Regions from separate parts of the Canis lupus genome. Here region 1 is linked to region 2. Evidence: chromatin contacts called from public Hi-C data. All regions are on one chromosome and are shown on one strand. Each heading gives the region's core, a stretch centred on a gene start, on an enhancer-like site or on the middle of the called end of the contact. The rest is flanking DNA. Distances are from core to core; before and after follow the strand shown. Region 1 holds the start of GADD45B (growth arrest and DNA damage-inducible protein GADD45 beta). Region 2 overlaps GNG7 (guanine nucleotide-binding protein G(I)/G(S)/G(O) subunit gamma-7).

Region 1 (6,018 bases), core at 3,148-5,647, 92 kb after region 2:
AGAGCCCCTGCGTTTGCACAGGCTCATGCCCAGAGAGCTGCGGGTTTGAATTCCAGGCCGTGGGTCTGTCTCCATGCTGGGAGGCCTCACCCCTCCCTGGCCTGTGTTCTTCACCTGCCACATGAAGGAACCAAATATCCCAAGTTTGGGTCAAACCGGGGCGAGGGAAAGAGATGCGCTGGGTCCTGAGACAGAAGGAAAAATGAGCCACACCAACCCTACCGTGATCTACGATTCTGATCTACGATTCTGTCCGCCAGCAAAAGTGTCCTGTCCTTTCCTTCCATTCGAGTTTTTAAAACATTGCTTGGAAAAAAAAAAAAAAAAAAAAAACATTGCTTGAAAATAGTCTTCAACTTGCTGACTTTGGGGCACCCGCTTTCTTAAATTTTGCATGGGAGGCTCGCCATGATGTCACAGGGTAGAGTAAGGAGATGATTCTGGAAATGCACGGGGCATCATAATAGTGCTGGGCCAGCAATGATAATGGCCAATCGTTGTTAAACCTTCTATGTGGGAAGCCCCCGTCTAAACAATACGTATTTCATTTAACCTTCTCGACGTTCTGTGAGGAAGACAGCATTATTATTTTGAATTTTGGGCTGTGGGACTGAGGCACCGAGGGGCTAGGGTACCAGCTGAGAGTCACACAACTGGGAGCCTACCCAGGCCTTTGTAAGTCCTTGGGGCCCAGGAGCCTGGGGTCTTGCCCTACTGGACAGGGGACCTAGGCCTGAGAGGGTCACAGGTCACAGGTCCTTCTGGATGGCCAGAATCAAGATGGAGATAGGTGGAGCAGGAGGCAGGTGAGCCTCCCCCAGAGGAGCCAACCACAGAGGGCGGACCCTCTTCCCGCTAGTTCTTCCCCATTAAGCCCCCTCCCACTGAGGCGGGGGTTCCCTCCCCACTGGCTTTTTCTCAGGGATCCCCCTCCCCCTCCCCCCACACCCTCACCCTCTGAGTCCCCTTCCTCCCTCCTCACCTCTCAACCCCAGAAGGGATCCCCCCTCCCCACTGGGGCTCCCTATCTGCCCCTCCCCCACCCAACGAGGGTCCTTACTGAGCTGCCAGCCCCTCTAGGTTCCTCCCAGGCTCCCCCCAGCCCAAACCCTCTCCCCTCCAATCTCCCCCCCTCCCACCCCCCAGGGCTCTGGCCGCTCCACTTAGCATCTCCCCTCCCCCTAACCTCTGCACACCTCTTCTGCTGCTCCCCCCACTCACCCCGGGGTCCCCATGGAAGGCTCCACCTCGGGGTTTCCTCCCTGCCCCAGGGACAGCGGCTCCCCAGCTCCCCAGCTCGGGTCTCCCCTTCCCTCCACCCCAGGATGAATTCCCACCCCTCCCTCCCTCTCCCTGGGGCTTCCCCCTCCACCTGTCCCTCCCTCCCAACCGCCCCGGCGGGGCTCCCCCCAGCCCCGTGACTCCCGGGGCACCGCCGGGGTTTTCCTCCCGCGCCCACGTAGGGCTCCGTGGAAAGGTCGCGGCCTGCGGCGGGGCTCGCCCCGTCCCCCTCCCCGCGGGGCTTGGGGACACGCGGCCGGCCCACCCCGCAGCCGGGGCGGGAAGAGCGGGGCCTGCGGGAGCTGGGGCGGGGAGCCCGCGGCGGGGGAGGCACCGCCTGCGCCGGGAGAACCGGGAGGTGGCCGCCGGCCTCACAGTTTCGGTTTAGAGGCAAGAGGCAGCCCCGTGCCAAGTCCGGCTGGGCTGGGAGCACGACTTCCTTGGGTGTTTTTTGCTTGTTGATCTTAGTTTGGGGAAAGAAAAAAAAATTTTTTTTTTCTTCAGTGCAGTGAAGGAGCCTATCTGGGGAGGGAGAAGGCTGGGTGGGTGGAGGGCCGCTCCCGGGGGGTTGCCTGGAGGAGCCCTTCCTGCAAGGCCAGCCCTGCCCCGCAGCCCTGAGCCCACCGGGGTCCATGCCCCCTTGACCTCTCTGGCCTTGGGTGGGGGGAGGGGCGGGCAGGCAGGGGCTGCAGCCAGCCCCCCCAGGGGTGCGTCTCTATATGCCCAGAGCTTGGGGTTGACTCCAGCACAGCCAGTAACAGCTGTGGCACAGCGGCCAGGTTTCGTAATAAACCGGTCTTTTAATTGCTATGGGGCAGGAGGGAGGATAAAAAAAAAAAAAAAAAAAAAAGAGGCAAAGGTTTGTTGGGCTTGGTTGGCGCCGGCTGCAGAGAGAAGAGGCACTGTTTTTGCAAAGGAGCCTGGAGCTGCTAACAGGGACTTAAGTAACACTTCCTGGTGAGCCTGCAGGAGGGGGCTCGGTGGGCAGTGTAGGCTGGGGCGCGGGGAGGGGCGCAGAGGTCCTGGCCCCTCTCAGAGGTGGCAAATACACAAGAACCCAGAAGCTTTAGAAATTTATTACAAGGTCATCATAGAAGTAAAAATATATGTATCTATATAAGCTTCCCAGCTCTCTCAGTGGTTCAAGTAACAAGTGCAAGTAACAAAATAGATTGTCTATTACATTTGCAAACTGGGAGTTCATGGGTACAGAGCAACCTCGGCCCCAGCTCCCAAGTCCCAAAGTATAGTCCCGGCAAGGGTGCAGACCCTCGGTCAAGCGAGTCTCATGCAGATGTCAGCGCCGGTCACAAGAAGGGTGGGGGACGCAGTAGGTCTCACTCCACCCGAGTGTGGAGTCCAGGCCCTCCACGGTGGGGGAGGCCGCTGCTCCCCCACTCCAGCTGCTCTGTCGCAAAGCCTGAGCTCCAGGTTCCCGTCTCCTGCTGGCCCGGGTCCCCCTCTTCTCCTCTCTCGGGGGCCGCCACGGGCGCTGCTCCGGGCTCACCGCCCTGGGGGCGGCTGCACGCTCCCCTCTTCTCCAATGATTCTGCCCCCATGGTCTCACAGGTTGGGTTGTTTTGGGGGGTTGTTCTGGGGGGAGGGGTCAAATATTTATTTTATTTTTTTTTTGGTAGCAACTCAACAGGCTCTGATGCTGGGAAGGGTCTCAGCGCTCCTGGAGGGAGATGTAGGGAACCCACTGGTTGTTCCCTCGGCTCTCTTCGCAGTAACTGGCTACCTCCACCAGGCCGTGGCTTTTCCAGGCGTCTGTGTGAGGGTTCTGTGACGGGGTGAAAAGAGGGGGTTCAGTGGGAGCCCCAGGAGTGGGCAGGAAGCCTCCGTCTCCCAGGGCCCCTCTGGGGAAAACAGGCCAGCTCAAAATAGCTCCCCGGGGGAAGGAGGCCCCGGCGGGCGGCCCACGGGACATGCCGATCGTGGCTGAGTGCTGAGCTGGTGCGAGGCCGGCCAGCTCCACTTTGTTGACAAACACGGGCCCAGGTGCCTGGGCAGGGTGGGGCCAGCCGCCGCGACTCACCGTGACCAGGAGGCAGTGCAGGTCTCGGGCCTCGGCGGTGCCCTGGGTCTCCGCCGGCTCTCCCAGCAGCTGGGCCAGGCGCTGCATGCCTGACACCCGGACGATGTCGATGTCGTTGTCACAGCAGAAGGACTGGATGAGCGTGAAGTGGATCTGCAGGGCGATGTCGTCCTCCTCCTCCTCATCAATGGCCAGCAGGCACAGGACCACGCTGTCAGGGTCCCTAAAGGGGGCCAGAGGAAGGAGACGGGATCAGCTGGGGACTCAGAAAAGGCCACGGGGCACGGGGGAGTTTCGAAAGGCAAAGAGAAACCGAAGCCCAGTGAGGGATCGCATGTGCATGCAGCTGGAGGGGGGTGGGGAGAAGATGCACGCTTCAGGACTTGGGGGGGGGGGCAGGCAGGAGCAAACAGGGTGGTGGGTGCTTGCAAAGGGTGCCGTCAGGATACTGCAACCTCTCCCCCCCTCCGATGGAAGGCACAGATGCCCTGAGCGCACGGTGGGGACGCTGGGGGAAACCCGAGCCCTGTGCGAGAGAGAGGTGCAGCAGGGAGCGTGCAGAGCGGAGGGGGTCCCCACCCGCGCCCAGTCCGGGGACGTGGTGTGACTCACACATTCATCAACTTGGCTGACTCGTACACCCCCACGGTGAGGCGGTCCTGGCGCTGCGCGGCCACCAGCAGCTCCTCCACCGCGGCGCTCACGGTCTGCATCCTGGGGGCAGGAGAGAGGGAGGGTCAGCGCCCTGCCGGCCACCGGTCGCTCGGGTCCCCGCGTGGCCCGGCTACTTACTTCTGCGCCGCGTTGTCGCACGCCACGAGCTCTTCCAGCGTCATGTTGCAGTTATAATCCACAGTGGAAAGCAGCCCCACGGCAGCCCCAGGCGAGAAAATGCAAAATCCGAGGCCGGAAAGCCCAAACCCTTCCCTCGGAGCCCGAGCGCTCGGTCAAGACCTTCGGGAGGCAGCGAAATCCTCCCCCAGAGAAGGCGGAGAAAAATGCCCAAGTCCTCGGCAGGAATAATCCGCGCGGCCGCAGAGGAGGGATCGCGTCCACGGCTCCGGCGATCTGAGCCCGCGGCCGCCGGCGCTGCCTTTTATAGCCTCGGGGCTGGAGGCGTGGCCTCGGCGGCGCGTCCGCCCCTCCTATTGGCCAGTCCACAAAGGCGAGAGAGAGGCGCGCCGCGGTTGGCCGACGCCGCGGCCCACGTGGGGGGAGCGGGGAGGAGGGCGCGGGGTCGGGGGAGCGCGAGCGCCAGAAAAGAGAAAAAAAAAAAAGCAGAAGTTTTCCTCCTGATTTCCCGGCAGCTGAGCCGCGTTTCGGGGCGCGCGCGGGATTTCCAGCGCGCAAGGCCGGCGCGGCCTTTCGGAGTTGGTGGAGGGAGGGGGGGCGCCTGGAATCCCCTCCTGGTCCCGGGAGAGTCCCCGGCCCGCGCCTTTCCCAAGTTGTGCTCGAGGCCTGCACGGGGCGGGGGGCCCCAGTTCGCAGCCTGATCCCACCCAGGCGGGCAGGGGGGTGGCCGCGGAGACCCCAGACCCGGGGTGACTTGTCTGGAGCTCTGGGTCCCAGCCTGTCTGATGGCCTTGCAGCCCGGGCCTCCCTGGCTTGGAGGGAGCGTTAAATAAAATAAAGGGCACACAGATGTCCCATGGATGGTGGTGGTCGCAGGAGGCCCCCTCGAGGCCCCCCCAGGTTGGGAGCTGCGAAGGTGGCCTCTGTGTGGCCACCTGCCCCCTGAGAACGCGTCCCAGCCTCACGGAGCTGCAGGAAGCATTGAATAAAATAAGGGGCACACGCAGGAAGTGTCACCCCGTGGCACCGGCTGGCCGCCTCGAGGTCCCCAGCAGCAAGGGCTGCACAGCTCTAGGCACTCGAGGGACGAGAGTGGTCGCCCCCTCGTCACCCCCCCGCCGCGAGTTTCAAGGTGGAGCGCGCGTGGGAGGCGCAGGTGGCCCTGCGGCAGCCGGGCCCGCGCCCCCTGCCGGCGCCTGGCGCTGCACCCCTGAGCGCCCCTCTGCACCTGAGGGTGCGGGGACTTGGCCGCGGGGGAGGCCGGGGCGCCCTGTTCTCGCCCGCGCCGCCCCTTCAGGTCGGCTTGCAGGGGCCGTGGCCACTCTGATCCCTCCTTCCGGAGGGGACGCTGATGAGGACGGAGCGCGCGTCCTGTGCACCAGGCTCACGGCATCATGAGTCTTTTAATTTTCCAGGACCCAGGAAGCAGGGTCCATGCTTATGTGCATTAGACAAAAGGGGAAACTGAGGCACGGGCAGTCCCCCCCCCTCCCTCGCACACGCACTCCCGCAAGCCACCGTGCAGGGCGTGTTGGAGCCACACGTGTGCGACAGGGGGACGGCCGCCGGCCTCGCCGTCTCCCCCAGGAAGGCGGTTCACGAGCCTGGCGGGCAGGCAGCGTGGGACTGCCTCCCACGGCCGATCGGGGGCTCCCGCGTGACTCACAGCAGCGTCCCCTCCCCCGCCAGCCTGGGGTCTGGCCTTCAGCCCCGCGGCTTGCTTCCCGGGGCTCCCGGGCCCCGCGGTCCGGCTGACGCATCGCACCGCCTCCGCGCCGCCCACCGGGCTGGCGCCGAACCTCCCGGGCGCCGAGAGGCGGGGCGGCGCCACCTGGTGGCCGCACGAGGTCCCTGCGCCCCAAGCGCCGGAAGGGACGCACGGGGGTCGTGCGGGGAGGGGTGAGGCG
Region 2 (6,135 bases), core at 2,862-5,361:
CCTCCCCGTGGGCCAACACTCCTGGCTCCGGGTTCCTGCATCCCAGAAACACCGCAGTCTAGACACCCGCCGGCGGAATTCCTGTCCCCTTGAGTCAGTCTGTGCAGAGACGTGCGCGATCCGGATTCCCAGTCATCATCTCCCACTGCATTGTCGAGGCTCTCGCCAGGGGCCGAATCACTGGACAGAGTGGCTTCGTAAGGGTCTGGGCGGGAGTGGCTGGGGCTCAGCAGCAGGGGGGCAGCGGTGAAAGGGAACCCGCCCTGTGTTGCTTTCACACCAGCACAAAATGCCACCAGAGCCAGGGAGGTCTTAGGCCAGCTGCCTGCCTGGCTCTGGCTTTGAGTGTCTGCCTCTGCTGGCTTTTGGGACAGAGAGTCTCTTGGAGCGCTCAGGAGACAGGTGTGCACACCCTGAGCCCCCCTGAAACCCAGCCGGCCTGGGAGAAATGTGCCGGCCATGCACCTCCGTCCAAGCCCCTCCTTAACTTGTGAAAGTTAAGGCTGGTCTTTGTCGTGTTTCTTAGGCTGCCTAAGCCACTCCTGAGGCTGAGACCTTTGCCAGGTGCTTTTCCTGAGGTGTCTGCCGTCCAACCACGGGGAGTGTCTGAGGGTTTGTGGGGGGAGATCGAAGCACAGCAGGCTCTCACCAGACCTCCCAGGTCTGCTGCCTCCCAAGTCACCTCCCGTGACTTGGTCCCCTAGGGTGGCTGTATCAAACTCTCATGACCTGGTTGCTGGAACAGTAGAAATGTATCCTCTCCCGATCTGGAGCCTGAAGTCCAAGACCAAAGTGTCATGGAGCTGGTTCCTGCAGAGGGAGAAGTCGTCCCAGGCCCCCCATCTTCAGGGCTGGGTGGCCGGGTGTCACCAGCAATCTTGGCGTTCTGGAGCCTGTAGAAGCATCGTCCCTATCTCTGTCCCATCTTCATGGGGCTTCCTCTAGCCTGTCTGGGTCCACATGTCCCCTTTTTATAAGGACACCCGTCATTGCTTTGGGGCCCCCCCTGCTCCAGTGTGACCTCACCTCAACTAAGTACCCCTGCAGTGACCCTGTTCCCAACTACATGCTGGGTGTTAGGACGTCAATACATGAATTTGGGCTGAGGACACAGTTTAACGCATAACACCAGCCATTGGACTATTGCCCTGTGAGGCCCGGGGCTGGAATGATGGCACCTCTGCTTGCTTTCTGGGAGCCGGAATCCCACTCGGACCGAGGAGGAGAAGAGGGCAGGGTGCCAGAGTGTACCTAGAGCTGGCCTGGCTGCACTGACTGTCAGGCACAGCACCAGGCCAGGCGGGGCTGAAGGAAGTGCCCACTGATACCATCTGCAGAACAGATCATTTTCTTTTTATTATTATTATTATTATTTCTTTATTCATGATAGAGAGAGAGAGAGAGAGACAGAGACACAGGCAGAGGAAGAAGCAGGCTCCATGCCAGGAGCCTGACGCAGGACTCGATCCCGGGACCCCAAGATCGCGCCCTGGGCCAAAGGCAGGCGCCAAACTGCTGAGCCACCCAGGAATCCCCCAGATCATTTTCTAAGAAAGTGTTGACATGCTTCCTTGAAGCCTCACAGGTGGCAGCATGGCGGAAAAGCTCCCCGAGGGGCCTCTGCTGAGTTATGGACCAGTTGGTAGCCTCTTTCCCTCCCCTCCACACACCCTAGGACTGTTTGTACATGTGTCCAGGGGACGCTAACCCTCACCAGCAGGGTGCATCCTGCTGCGGGCATTTGGGGGACCACCTGCCCTGAGCCCACTTCTCTAAGAGGTTATTCCTAAGGGCCCTAAGGCTGAGACAGAGACTGGTCTGACATTCATCTAAAACCTGCCCCACCAGCAGTGGGGGCTGTGTCACGACCCCTGTGTTGTCGACGGGAAATAGGGACTGAGGAAAACAATGCACCAGCTGCTACCCACTCCCCACTCTGCTCTACCTTGGGACCGACAGATGACGCCTCATTTCCTATAGCGCCTTCTGGGTTACGCTGGCCCCTTCCTGGTCCTGGCAGCCTGGCTCCCATGTACAGGCAAGACCCTGCCGGCTGCCTGGCCCCAGGATCCGACCCCCCAGCTGCTCTGCACCCCTGGGGTTCTAGCAATGGCCAAACTGAAGGGAGTCTGGGGAACCCCTGCCAGGAGGTGGCAGGGCTGGGCTCTCAGCCAGATCCATCAGGACCCCCGATGGTCCCAGGGCCAGGGCCAGGTGCAGCCAGTGGGCACTCACCCCGGGGTACACAAAATGGGGTGGCATCAAGAACCACAGGGATCAAGATAAACAGCAATGTAATGTAAAATTTAAAATTCGTGTTAACGTTAACTTGTTTATTCCAATTTGTTCTAATTTGATCTTACATGAAAGTAGAACATTCTAACTGAACACTATTTGCTATTTCTATGAATAACTCAAAGTTAATGTGAAAATCCACAATAAACTGAATTTCAAAATGTTAATTAAATGCAGACAGGATCGGGCACCTTGGTTTTTCCTTGTGGCTCGGGCTCCAGTGTAGCTCTCATAACATAGTTACCAATCCTGTCTTGATTTTGAATTCAGGATTTAATTCTTCATAGATCTTGTACGTCATTTTGATTTTTTACAACAGAACATTAAAATATGATTTCCCTCAGTAGCTTGGTTTGGGGTGTCCCTCTGGTTTAGTGCCCAAGTCTCCTTGCTGTCCTATAGGATCCCCGCTGCCCGTCACCTCAGGGCACATGTCCGTCAGACAAGTGCACACCTGCACACCAAGGGGTTGCACTGCAGGGACTCCAGGAGTACATAGTGCAGAATGCGAGGCCTGCACTGGGCACTGGAGGGATGGCCATGGTGCAAAGGGAGCCCAGCAGCCCCTCAGTTCTAGTCCTAAGAATGTACGCAGAAGAGCTGCAGAGATGCTCATATAAGGACACATACACACATGTTCCCAGCAGCATGATTCACAAGAGGCAGGAGGTGGAGACAATCAAGGTGGCACCACTCATGGGCACAGCCCTCAGCCGCAGACAGGAGTGAGGTGCCCACATGCGCTGCCCCGGGGACGGACCCCGAGCCCACGATGCTCAGGGCGGGAATGAGACACAGAAGGCCCCATGGGGTGTGAGTCCACATGTATGACACGTCCAGGATGAGCTCGTCCATGGATGGGGGAGGGGGCTCTCAAGGGCTGGGGAGGGGGATGCTGGTAGGGAAAGGGCTTCTTTTGGAGTGATGGAATGTTCTGGAACTGGTAGAGGTGGTGGTTGCACAACTTTGTGAATGTACTCAATGCCACTGAAATATTTACTTTAAAATGTTCATTTCATTTTATGCAACTCTCATCTGAGTTTTTAAAAAAAGTAGGCAGGGGGCCTGGGTGGCTCAGTCTGTTAAGCATCTGACCTTGGCTAAGGTCCTGATGTCAGGGTTGTGAGTTTGGGCCCCACATTGGGCTCCATGCTGTGTGTGAGGCCTGCTTAAAAAATAAGTAAATAAATAAATAGAAATTTTTTAAAAATTTAAGTAGGCAGAAGGAAGTGTGGCTTTGTATTTTAGGCCTGCAGATTTCAGCGTGTTCACAGGCCTGCAGGGATCCGACGGCGGCCTTGGTGCCAGCTGAGAGTGTGCCAGCAAACGACAGACCTGGGTGGCCCTGGGCCACCGTGTGCTGCACTGTTGGTCACCCCAGGAGGAACTCCAGCACGGTCTCACAGCTCTCTGCAGAAGGAGATGCTGGAGGAAGCACCGTGGCTAGGGAAGTTGCAGGGTCCCCGGCTCGGGACTCCGGGGTGTGTGTAAGGCAGCACAGGTGTGCGTGCATCTGGGGACAGCTGAGCCCCCTGCCTATCTCTGATTACCAACCTGCGTCACTGGGGGAGCTTCGTGTGCTGTACCCTGAGCTCCTGTGATGCTGGCTGGTCCACGCACCTCCAGCGGGATATCCCTGCCCCCGTGTGCGTATGCGTGCGTGTGTGCGTGCGCGTGCAGGAATCCTGCCCGGCCCCGTCTGCCATCCCAGTCCCCGGCCTTGCCTCGCATGGCGTCTGGGCCTCTGTTTCTCGCAGGGCAGATCGTGTGTGGGCAGGGCCTCTGCTGAATCATACTACTCTCTTGTTTCGGTTTTCCTCCTCCTCAGCTCCACCTACCAGCCACCTGCAGATCGTTCTGACTCCATGCGGTTTGCTCTGTGTCATGGGCTGGCAGCCGGCAGGCTCAGCCTGACCTTTTTTCTCAAATGCCATCTGAGCTGTGAGCTCCCTCCAGGAGGCGTTGCAGACCCCCCACGAGCTTTCTGGGTGCTCTCTGGCCTCGGGCCAGGAAGGAGCTAATTGTGCTGCTGTCGGCTGCAGCTTAGCGTTTTGCTGTCCCGGGGCTGCTCCCCAGAAAGCCTGTCATGTGTGTTTGGTGGTTACACACCTCGCCAGGTTGGCGCGCCTGCAGCTGGCGGCAGCACCGCCTCTTCAGTCCAACAGGAAGGGGGTGCTGCCTGCGAGGGGGGGTCGCCCCCGGGTCCAGGCCGAGCCCCTGTGGGCGCCTGAGTCCAGGTGAATTTTATTTCCCAACTTCATTTTTTTAAAAAAAATTGCTACCGTTTGAATTTTTTTTTTTTTTTTTTAACGTGGACAACACACGTGCCTTCACTTTGACTATCGGGCAGCCATCACTGTCACATTGCTGTCTAGTGCTGGGGCTTTCTCACCGGCCGGATAGGGCCTTCCCCTCCTTGCCCTGCACATCCTGCAGGCGAGAGCTCAGCCACACTCAGCTGACCCCTGTCCTTGCACAGGTGTGCCTGGATGCTGAGCAAAGGAGCTCTTCCTGTGCGCACACATGTGCCCTGGAAACTGTGCTTGGGGACAAAGGCCCCCAGAGGTAGTAGGTCCTAAATCCCTGGAATCTGTGAATGCGGCATCTGAAAGGGCCACCGTTTTGCAGGTGTGACTAAATTCAGGATTTTGAGATGGAGGGATTTTCCCGATGTGGCCTGAATGTAATCATAAAGTGTCCTTATAAGAAGGAGGCAGGGGATCCCTGGGTGGTGCAGCGGTTTGGCACCTGCCTTTGGCCCAGGGCGCGATCCTGGAGACCCAGGATCGAACCCCACGTCAGGCTCCCGGTGCATGGAGCCTGCTTCTCCCTCTGCCTGTGTCTCTGACTCTCTCTCTCTCTCTCTGTGTGACTATCATAAATAAATAAAAATTAAAAAAAAAAAAAAAAAAAAGAAGGAGGCAGAAGGGGATTTGACTCAGGGGAGGCCATGTGATCACAGGGAGAGACCAGGGACATGGCCACCAGCCACGGGGTGCCTAGGCCCTAGGAACTGGAGTGGGCAGGAAGGAGGGAGCATGGCCCCACCACACCTTGACCTCAGCCCAGTGATATTGGTTGGACTCTGGCCTTCAGTACTGCAGAAATAAGTTTCTGCTGTTCTAAGCATCAAATCAGTGTGATTTGTTACAGTAGCTGCAGGAACTAATCTGGGCTGCGCAAGGGATTTGCACTTCCATAGCTGTACCTCATTCACCCCCAGAATGCAGCTGCTCTCCGAGGACCCTGTGGCTTGCTGTTTCTGGGGAGCAGGTCATCCTGTGTCTCTCTGGGAAAAGCATCCTGACAGGCCACACTCCTTCTGTGAACGTGGGGTGGTGGGAGACACAGCCCCTATGGTGCAACACGGGAGGTGTGGGGAAAGGCGTCCACACTGCAGCTCAGAGGCACAAGGCAGAAAACTTGCAGCTGCTCCAAACAGAGGGGCCCCTGACTATTGTGTTCAGTTCCCCCCACCTGTGAAATGGATCAGGCGAGACAAACCGAAGTCCCGCCCAGCCTCCGCGACCTTCGAAGAACTGAAAACTCCGTGCACAGTGAATACAAGCAGACTTGCATCATCCTCCCAAACACCGAGGCTGCTCCTGGCCGCGTCACCTGCTTGCGTTCTCCATATGGCTGGTCTCTACATTTATTTATTTTTTTTTTAATTTTTTATTTATTTATGATAGTCACAGAGAGAGAGAGAGAGAGGCAGAGACATAGGCAGAGGGAGAAGCAGGCTCCATGCACCGGGAGCCCGATGTGGGATTTGATCCCGGGTCTCCAGGATCGCGCCCTGGGCCAAAGGCAGGTGCCAAACCGCTGCGCCACCCAGGG

Evidence for each region. A called contact is a pair of places that touch in the nucleus more often than the background predicts.
Region 1: a Hi-C map of blood shows a contact between it and region 2, with 11 times the contacts expected there. The contact joins the promoter of GADD45B here to the enhancer-like site in region 2. A contact is called at or near these places in 6 of 9 Hi-C or Micro-C datasets (amygdala, blood and liver).

The regions. Positions count from the first base shown.
Region 1 is chr20:57,096,467-57,102,484 of UU_Cfam_GSD_1.0, forward strand. It overlaps GADD45B (growth arrest and DNA damage-inducible protein GADD45 beta), which reads right to left and starts at 4,398. Exons shown (of 4, transcript XM_038565343.1): 1 at 4,112-4,398; 2 at 3,932-4,033; 3 at 3,320-3,542; 4 at 2,342-3,064. The coding sequence starts at 4,155. The coding sequence ends at 2,951.
Region 2 is chr20:57,004,335-57,010,469 of UU_Cfam_GSD_1.0, forward strand. All of the region lies in intron 2 of GNG7 (guanine nucleotide-binding protein G(I)/G(S)/G(O) subunit gamma-7), which reads left to right. Among named protein-coding and RNA genes, the nearest start is that of GNG7, 56 kb to the left of the region's middle. Within about 2 kb of position 4,112, at least 9 of the 20 cell types and tissues checked have an H3K27ac peak or open chromatin away from gene starts, as enhancers often do. A contact at or near this core is called in blood and liver, where this site is marked.